Linked DNA regions of Macaca mulatta: region 2 is linked to region 1. Evidence: chromatin contacts called from public Hi-C data. All regions are on one chromosome and are shown on one strand. The core of a region is the stretch at or near the end of the contact, and the rest is flanking DNA. Distances in the headings are between cores, read along the strand shown.

What was found. Hi-C and Micro-C count contacts between places; a contact is called where the count stands out from the background.
Region 2: a contact with region 1 is called in a Hi-C map of fetal cortical plate, with 3 times the contacts expected there. The contact joins the enhancer-like site here to the promoter of NDUFAF4 in region 1. A contact is called at or near these places in 2 of 14 Hi-C or Micro-C datasets (fetal cortex germinal zone and fetal cortical plate).

The regions. Positions count from the first base shown.
Region 1 is chr4:88,967,489-88,971,673 of T2T-MMU8v2.0, forward strand. It overlaps NDUFAF4 (NADH:ubiquinone oxidoreductase complex assembly factor 4), which reads left to right and starts at 2,005. Exons shown (of 3, transcript NM_001260754.1): 1 at 2,005-2,183; 2 at 3,012-3,115. The coding sequence starts at 2,048. It overlaps LOC106998047 (a long non-coding RNA gene), which reads right to left and starts at 517. Exons shown (of 3, transcript XR_013417012.1): 1 at 1-517.
Region 2 is chr4:89,265,167-89,269,351 of T2T-MMU8v2.0, forward strand. No RefSeq gene overlaps it. Among named protein-coding and RNA genes, the nearest start is that of FHL5, 63 kb to the right of the region's middle. Within about 2 kb of position 2,340, at least 1 of the 40 cell types and tissues checked has an H3K27ac peak or open chromatin away from gene starts, as enhancers often do. A contact at or near this core is called in fetal cortical plate, where this site is marked.

The sequences.
Region 1 (4,185 bases), core at 755-3,254:
TTCTAAGCAGCATCCTAGTTATACTTTCCTTGGGGATCTGACTTCAATCCTTAACATAAGCCCAACAGGAGTTCTTAAGTTTAGAGTTCCTGTAACTTATATGTTTTGACAAGAAGAGCTGGAATTATGCATTTATGGTTCAGGTTTTATTTCCATGATTCCCAAAGGGTGACAGCCAATTGTGAGTTTCTGATGGACTGCATGTGCCTTCTGTTTTGCAATTTGAGGGTCTGAGCAGCACTGGGCCAGGATCAGGCAAAGCAGCTGACACATGCTGGAAGCTCTTTCAATGTTGAATCCAAGCTCTATTGGAATGTGTGAATTCAAAGAATTATTTCATATTGTAATCCCTACTGCCCCGATAGTAACTTCTAACATTACTTTTTCATGCTGCCCGAAGTTCGGTGGAATTTCTATGAAAATGAGATTTTCACTTTTAAAATATTTTAACAGGCAGTGAGTCGAATTTCTACCATGATTAAAGCACGTAGATATAATGAAGCAGATTAAAATTTCTTAGCACCCATAGAAATAGAAATACCGTGGCTAAAAAGCCCTGAATCACAAGCCCTTAAAAATATCAAAGATAGAAATCTTGGAGCAGCCTGCCACCTTCAGGATAACTTCCCAGTTAACGCTATCAGAGATCACTGATTTCAGCTTCTACAAATTTCAAATACCAATCCATGTAAAAATGTTAAGTATAATTAAATAAAGGGCATTTAAATTAGAGTGGCTGAAGCCATCTTCCCTGCAGTGCTTTTGCTCTGATTAAGCATTATATTTAATGATTACATTTCCCTTTCTTCATTTTGGTTCTCTGATTCTTGTTTTATTATTATTTTTTTTTCTATTCGATTATCTTTACATCAATATTTTCTTACTTTAAACTGGTTAAAAACAACCACTCTACTTCATTTTGCTAAGCAGAGATCAGGACACTAAAAATAGATTTTGCAACCACAGTAAGAGAAATACTGTAACTTCGGAAATCCTACTACTTCCTTCCTGGTGGGTTTATTATAGATTAATAACAATATTTCTAAAGGGTCTTAAATAAAAGCAGCACTACAGTAACCTATTCAGGAAATGCAGAGAGACAGAGAGAAGGTGAAGGTAACACTCGTTTTTTGTTGTTTTTTTTTTTTTTTTTCTGATCTCTTATTGGCTGTTCCTTTCATTAAATTACACAGAGGCTTAAAAAGAATGAAGACAAGACAGAAGAGAAATAGGAGAGGGAATGACTCAGCATTTAGTAGAATGGAGAAGCAAATTAATAGCAAAAATAAGATAAGGGAAAGTATAACTAAAATCGATACCATTAGGTCAAATGAGAACGGGATGTAACAAATAATGGAAAAAGAGAACACAGTGGCTTGAAAATGCATCAGGTGGGGGCACAGGAAAATAAGAGGCATTTAAATTAGAGCGGCTGAGAACAAATATTCATCGACAATGAACATCCTTTCATTATTTTCCTTTTTAAAAAGCAGGAAAGGGCAACTTGAGAGCCCAGTTTGACCCTGGTGCAATAACTTCCATTTTTATCGGCTAGCTCTTTGGTGGCATTGCCCTGTGAAACAACTTCAAGGTCAATTTCCTTACGACTTTGGTTTTCAACTCTTCACTGACACTTTGGAATCACGTGTGAAGTCTTATCCAATGCTGGGCCTCACTCCACAAGAATTAAATCAGACAGTCTGGGGTAGGGCCCGGCACGGAACTTTGCAGAGATTCCTGGGTGACTCCCTCGGAGTTCCAGGGTTGACACCAACCGTGTGTCTGGGGACTCAAGTCCTGCCGCCTCCCACCGGAAGCAGTCCCGGTGGGAGCGGTCGCTCGCCCCGAAGGGAGGGGCTCCCTTTTAAATTCCCTGGGCAGAGAAGCGATGTGTGGCCTCCCGACCGCTAGTGGGCGACGGGCACGCATTTAAGCGCCCGCGGCCGTGCTTCCCCTCACATGTGCGCATCCTCCGGTCGTCCCGGAGGTTTTCTGAGCCGGTGTTCCCACGTGCGGCCTGAACCTGCGGACATAATGCTATGAGGAGATGGGGGCCCTAGTGATTCGCGGTATCAGAAATTTCAACGTAGAGAACCGAGCGGAAAGGGAAATCAGCAAGATAAAGCCCTCTCTCGCTCCCAGGCACCCCTCTACCAGCAACCTCCTGCAAGAGCAGATTAGTCGTGAGTGGTGCGAGGGCGTTTCGGGGCGCGGGGGCGCGGACTCCCGGGGCTGCCCACAGGTTGTGCCTGATGTGGGCCCGGAGGCCGGGGGACCGGCTTCAGTCTGCTCGGCCGAAGCCGCTCGTGGTGGCTGAGCGCTGGAAGGGGGAGCCGCTAGGCCGGTGACATTGAGACTGTCCTCCGCGCCCGCGGTGAGGTCGGCCGCCCCGCCTACTTCCGAGTCCCAGAGGCAGCGGCCTGTGCCCCCGCTAACGCGGGCCTCGCCGGCTCCTGTGAGGGACTTGATACCGGGCGTCAAAATCCGAGAGGGTCACAGAGCTTTCTCTAGGGGTCTTCACTGGACGATGGACGCCGAGCCTGACCTGGAATTTTGATGTCCATTTAAAGTATTTTCCAAACAGTCCAAATGATTATGTTTATTTTTTAAAAAAATTAAAGCGGCTAGGCCGGGCGCGGTGGCTCAAGCCTGTAATCCCAGCACCTTGGGAGACCGAGGCGGGCAGATGACCTGAGGTCAGGAGTTTGAGACCAGCCTGGCCAACATGGCAAAACCCCGTGTCTACAAAAAATACAAAAATTAACCGGGCCTGGTGGCGCGCGCCTGTAATCTCAGCTAGTCGGGAGGGTGAGGTGGGAGAATCTCTGGAACCCAGGAAGCGGAGGTTGCAGGGAGCCGAGATCACGCGACTGCACTCCAGCCTGGACGACAGAGCGAGACTCCGTCTCAAAAAAGAAAAGAAAAAAAAGAAAGGGTTTGTGTTAAGCGTTTAGGATATTACAGGAAATTTTCCTTGATTTTAATATTGTGACTTTTTTCCCCTTCCTTAGACTATCCAGAAATTAAGGGAGAGATTGCTCGTAAAGATGACAAGCTGCTGTCATTTCTAAAAGATGTGTATGTTGATTCCAAAGATCCTGTGTCTTCCTTGCAGGTAAATGTGTGTTTAGTTAAGTGAACACACAATTTACTTATTTTGGGGCTTCAGGAAAATGATTAAGTGTGGCAAGTAGTAAAAAGAGTGCTCTGCAAGTGTGTGTTGTGATCGGTCTACACGCCTTGGCAAAGTTTAAGCACAGTGGTCTAAGACAGTAAGACACTTATGCCTTGGTTCATTGGATATTTACCAGAATTCTAAAATAACTTGTTAAAGTATTGATACAGAGCAACTGTGTGAATTATTCATAGTATTTCAGAATTTGTCAGGCATTACTTCCAGTGGTTGTCATTTGAGTGACAAAAGCAGAGCTTTAATATTTTTTTCTCATTCTTATGTGGATTGAGGTATGATCTAATCTCAGAGACTCCAATAGTATAGTTGGGTTTTGTGGGGTGTTCTATTTGTTTTTTTAAGGATATATTCAGATAGGATATTTAAAATTAGGAGAAAGATCAAAGAATACATTGGGAATGGGAACTTATGTGTAAATCCATATACTGTATTATGTAAGTCCTGGGCACAAGTGCTTTGTATATAGTGATGAACAAAACTAGTCCTTGCTCTCACAGGGCTTATGATGCTGTGAAGGACACAGACATTGAACAGATGAGCAATGATGTGACCGTAATTATGGGAAAAGTATGGGCACTTTTGAGTATATTGGAGGGACCTCTTTGAAATTGGAGGATCACGGATGGTTTCTGAGGAAGTGATAGTTAAATGCTCAGACCTGAGGGATCAATTGGAGTTAACCAGATGAGCTTTTGGGGGCAGGAAGATTCTAGTTAGGGATAAAAGTTTGATTAAAGGACAAGGAAGTGCCAACAACTTCCAGATTTTTTTTTTTTTCACTCTAAAATATTCTAATACTGTCTCTCTGTCTCTGGATATTTGCACAGATACAATTATTAATATAATTTTCACTACAGAGGAGAAATAAAACGATTTGTAAATCGCTGTGCATAGTAATTGTAGGGTTCAGTTATCACCAAATGCTCACATTAAAAAGGTATAGGGTTAATGTCTGTGTTCTTTATGTTATTTTAAAATAGGTGTTGAGTAAT
Region 2 (4,185 bases), core at 1,090-3,589, 300 kb after region 1:
CGGAAGAAATATTACTTGCTGTGGCCCTTACCTCCAGGACTTCATGGACCAATTGGCTACAGATTTAAAAACTTTGGGGAGACAGACTTAATGCTGATCCAATTTTCTTCGAGAGGGAAAGTCCGAGTCCAAATATCTGTTGTATCTGTTGTCGTGGTTACCTCCTTTTTTTGTGCCCTTCTCCAAAGTCAGTCTCCCTCCATTGTATTGTCCCCAGTTATGATGAAAGTTTCTCTACAGGTTAAAAATTACCACTCAATCTACAGCCTTTGGGACATAGAGGAAACTTCCGTGGCTTGTTAAATCACTATATTTCGGTATTTCACACAGTATATGCTGCTGATATTTAATCAGAAGAAACAACTTTTTTCTGAAACTAAATTGTTACTAAGGAAATTACAACTATTTGACAAGAACAAAACATAGTCTAAAGTTTGGAAAAAGTGCTAAGGGAAAATGGGGTAAACTTTGATGCAGTCACGAGGCCCTTTATACTCTTTTTGATTAAAATTTGCCTGGTAAATCACTTTCTGGAAATAAAATTTAATTCCTCAGTGCCACTCACACTCCTCAGGGTCAGGGCATTCAATAATAAATGCGATCTGGATAAAATGCATTCTTCAAATATAATTATTACTTTAAGTATCATATAATGATAATGATTATCTCGTCTTTAAAAGAGTCTTTTACTTTAAGAGATTCATACCAAAATATTTATAGATTAAATAATATGTCTTGTATTTGCTTCAAAATAATGCTTGTGTGAGTAGGAGGGAATACGTGGAAGTATAGCAAAAAGATTGAGTGGGAGATAATAATGTTTGAATCTGGGTGATGGCTACTTGAGTGTGTATTATACCACTCACTCTACTTTTGAATATGTTTGAAATTTTCCATCATAAAAAGCTCAAAAATAATATAATGGTCACCCTTAGAGTCAGTCAGTTCTCTGAACATTATTACTTTCCTGAAAGGCAAATCACTCAGAACTACGTGGCAACTGTACATTATACTCACTACTCACTTCTGGTCCCCTAGCTCTTCATTTAGCAAGCAGTGTTGGCAAAAAGTTTTAACTTTCCAAGTAAAAGCTTCAGGGAATTCAGTTTGACAGGATGAGTGTAGAGGAATTTATACGAAACTTGTATATGTTTCTGCAGAAGCCCTTCCTGCTGAATCAAGGGACCTATATATTCATATGGCAGAAACAAGGTGGGGCTCTAAAAAGAGCAGAGAGATTATGGACAGAACTTGGTTTTATTAGTCTCTATGAGCCCTGGAGTCAAAATATATGTCAAAAGATGTTTATAAGATTTACTCAATTAGAATTCTCTTGAAAATTCTATTAAGTACATTTTCAGTACTCTCTTTTTTTGCAAAATACCAGAGTTTCTGAGTTCAAGTACAATTTCACTCAGAAAAACAATAGTACTCCCAAATGTACTGATTGTTTTAGAGTTGGTCTTTGTTACATCACTGTTCACAGATATGTTATGCCAATTTTTCAACCAGCTCAGCAGCTACAAGATTAAATAATAAGGTAGAGACCATTATGGTACGTATAGGTATAATTTTAGTTATAGATGGAGAGATGGATACTGTTCATAAGTTGTTCAACTATTTATGGGAATTTTGGCATAATGTTATATATTCAGGCTGTGCTGGGTCAAATCTCAAGTCTTGACGTTCTCTCTTACAGCATAGCCTTGGGCAAGTTATGAAACCTTTCTGCATCTAGTTTTTCCCTAAGGTCTTTCATTGTGTGTAAATTAACTAAATTTATGTTCATAAAGGATCCAGAACAGAATTAGTTCTTGTGCTTATGAAGCTGATAGTAATAAATATGCTGTTAGACTTCAATCCTAGAATGTTAGAGCTTGAAGAAAAGACTATGATTGTGTAGTCTAATTCTCTTATTTTATAGTTGAAAAAGCTTGAAAAAAAAATGCCAATGTCCAGGTTCCACCACCAGAGAATTGGGCCTGGGGTAGGGTCCCCAGGCAAATCTAATGTTCTCAAAGGGAAGAAAACCATGACTTACAAGTTACAGGAAACTGTCCTACTGGAGGCTTTTCAGCTTCACTCTAGTATCTGGCATCTGGATAGGTCATTCTATGTGGGCTCTCAGCCCTTCTCCCAACATGTCTGTGCATCTGCTCCTTCTATGTTACAGCAGAATAATACAAACATATAATTAGTATGTTCATACCTAATATTTATAACTGTGAAAACCTCTGATTTTTCTTTCCCAGCTTAAAAATACTGGTGTGTTTTAACATGCCACTTGTGAAAAGGCCAGCATTGCAGGGGTAGAGGTGAAAGCAATTTGCATAACTTCTGGAGCTTAGAAAGGAGCCCGGACCAACCCAGTAATAGTGCTTTGGACAGTAACAATTTTCTGCCATCTAGTGGATAATTCGAAGAATAAACCATACCTTTCCTTTAAAAAAAAAAAAAAAAATCAGCATTTTCACAAAACTATGACTTCTAAGCATCCTGCCACTTTTTTTTTGTTGTTAGTAAAACAACTACTTTTCCACAAACAGTTCCTGGAATTTATCCTTTCATTGATTTTATTGATTGATTCTTTTAATGTAAAAAGATATTATGCCTCCTTTTAAAATGTTGCTAAAATGGTGGGGCACAGTGGCTCAAGCCTGTAATTCCAGCATTTTGGGAGGCCAAGGAAGATGGGTTGCTTGAGCCCAGGAGTTGGAGAAAAGATTGGTCAACATGGTGAAACCCCATCTCTACAAAAAACACAAAAATTAGCCAGCCATGGTGGCATGCACCTGTGGTCCTGGCTACTCAGGAGGCTGAGGTGGGAGAATCGCTTGAACCCGGGAGGCAGAGGTTGCAGTGAGCTGAGATAGCACCACTTCACTCCAGCCTGGGTGACGGAGCCAGATCCTGTCTCAAAAAAAAAAAAAAAAAAAAAAAAAAAGTTGCTAAAAAATGTGGACACACAAAATATAAACCCAGCATGCTCCATTTCTAAATGTTTGCCTACTTAAAGGCCTGTAATACAGATCAATGTGCTTATATTTGGCTGTTTCTAAAGTTTCTCCTTTCTAATTTTGGCGGTCGTAATGTCCAAGGTTAAGAGCCTGGGCCCTAAAGCCAAAGCTCTTACTTAAAACTCTGGCCTTCTTGTGATAACTGTGGTATCTTGGAGAACTTAACTTCTTTGTGCTCCAGTTTTCCTATCTGGTAATGATAGTATCTACTGCATAAGGCTACTGGAGGGATGAAATTCATGAGGTCCTTGGTGTTCAGTGTTATTAATGCTTTTATCATGATTGTTTACATGTGTATCAATGTTTACCAGTTTTGAGGAAGAAATTCAGAAGTGACTTGTCCTGTGACTCAATTCAATTTTAAAACTCAACATTTATTTAAGTTTATTTTATACTCAACATTATGGGAAATACAAAGCTGAATGAGACAGTGCCCTATTTTTGAATCAATAGTTTCAGATGACTATAGGATAATTAACTATATAATTCAAAGCAAATATAATGAATATGAGACAAGAATTGTCATAAACAAAATACATATGAGGGGAGTGAATATTTCCCCTTGGAAAGGTTGACTTATGAGTGATAAATGGCTAAATTTTAATAGGGAATTAATTGCATAAATGGCAATGATAGGGAGGGCTACCCAGGTAGGAGACTATTTTGAGCAAAAGAACAAAGTTGAAGAAAATGCAGTATTTATTTTGGGAGCAATAAATAATAAGATATGGCTAAAGCAGAATGTTTCTTCATTCTTTCACCCAACACTTATTTCAGCACCTTCTCTGTACTAGGTTTTGTTCTAGGCAATGAATATTTGATGGTGAATAGAGTAGACAAATATTCCATCCTCAAAGGTACCTATTCTAGTGGGGAAAAATACTGATAGAGTAGCCTAGGAAGAACGATGAGGCCAGATTTTGGAGGGGACCTAATGGAGAGCCAGTAAAGGCTGCTGAGCAAGATGAAGCAATAATCAGATGCTAATTAAGAAGTATTGATCTATTGATCTGGTGGAGGAAATGTGTAGGACAGATAAAAGGATGAGACCATGGAGACACAAAAGCATATTTTGATAGGAGATAATTTAAAGCATCTAGATGAGAACTAATGAAGCTTGAACCATGGAAGTGAAAAGGAGAAAACAGTCTTAACAGACATTTAACAA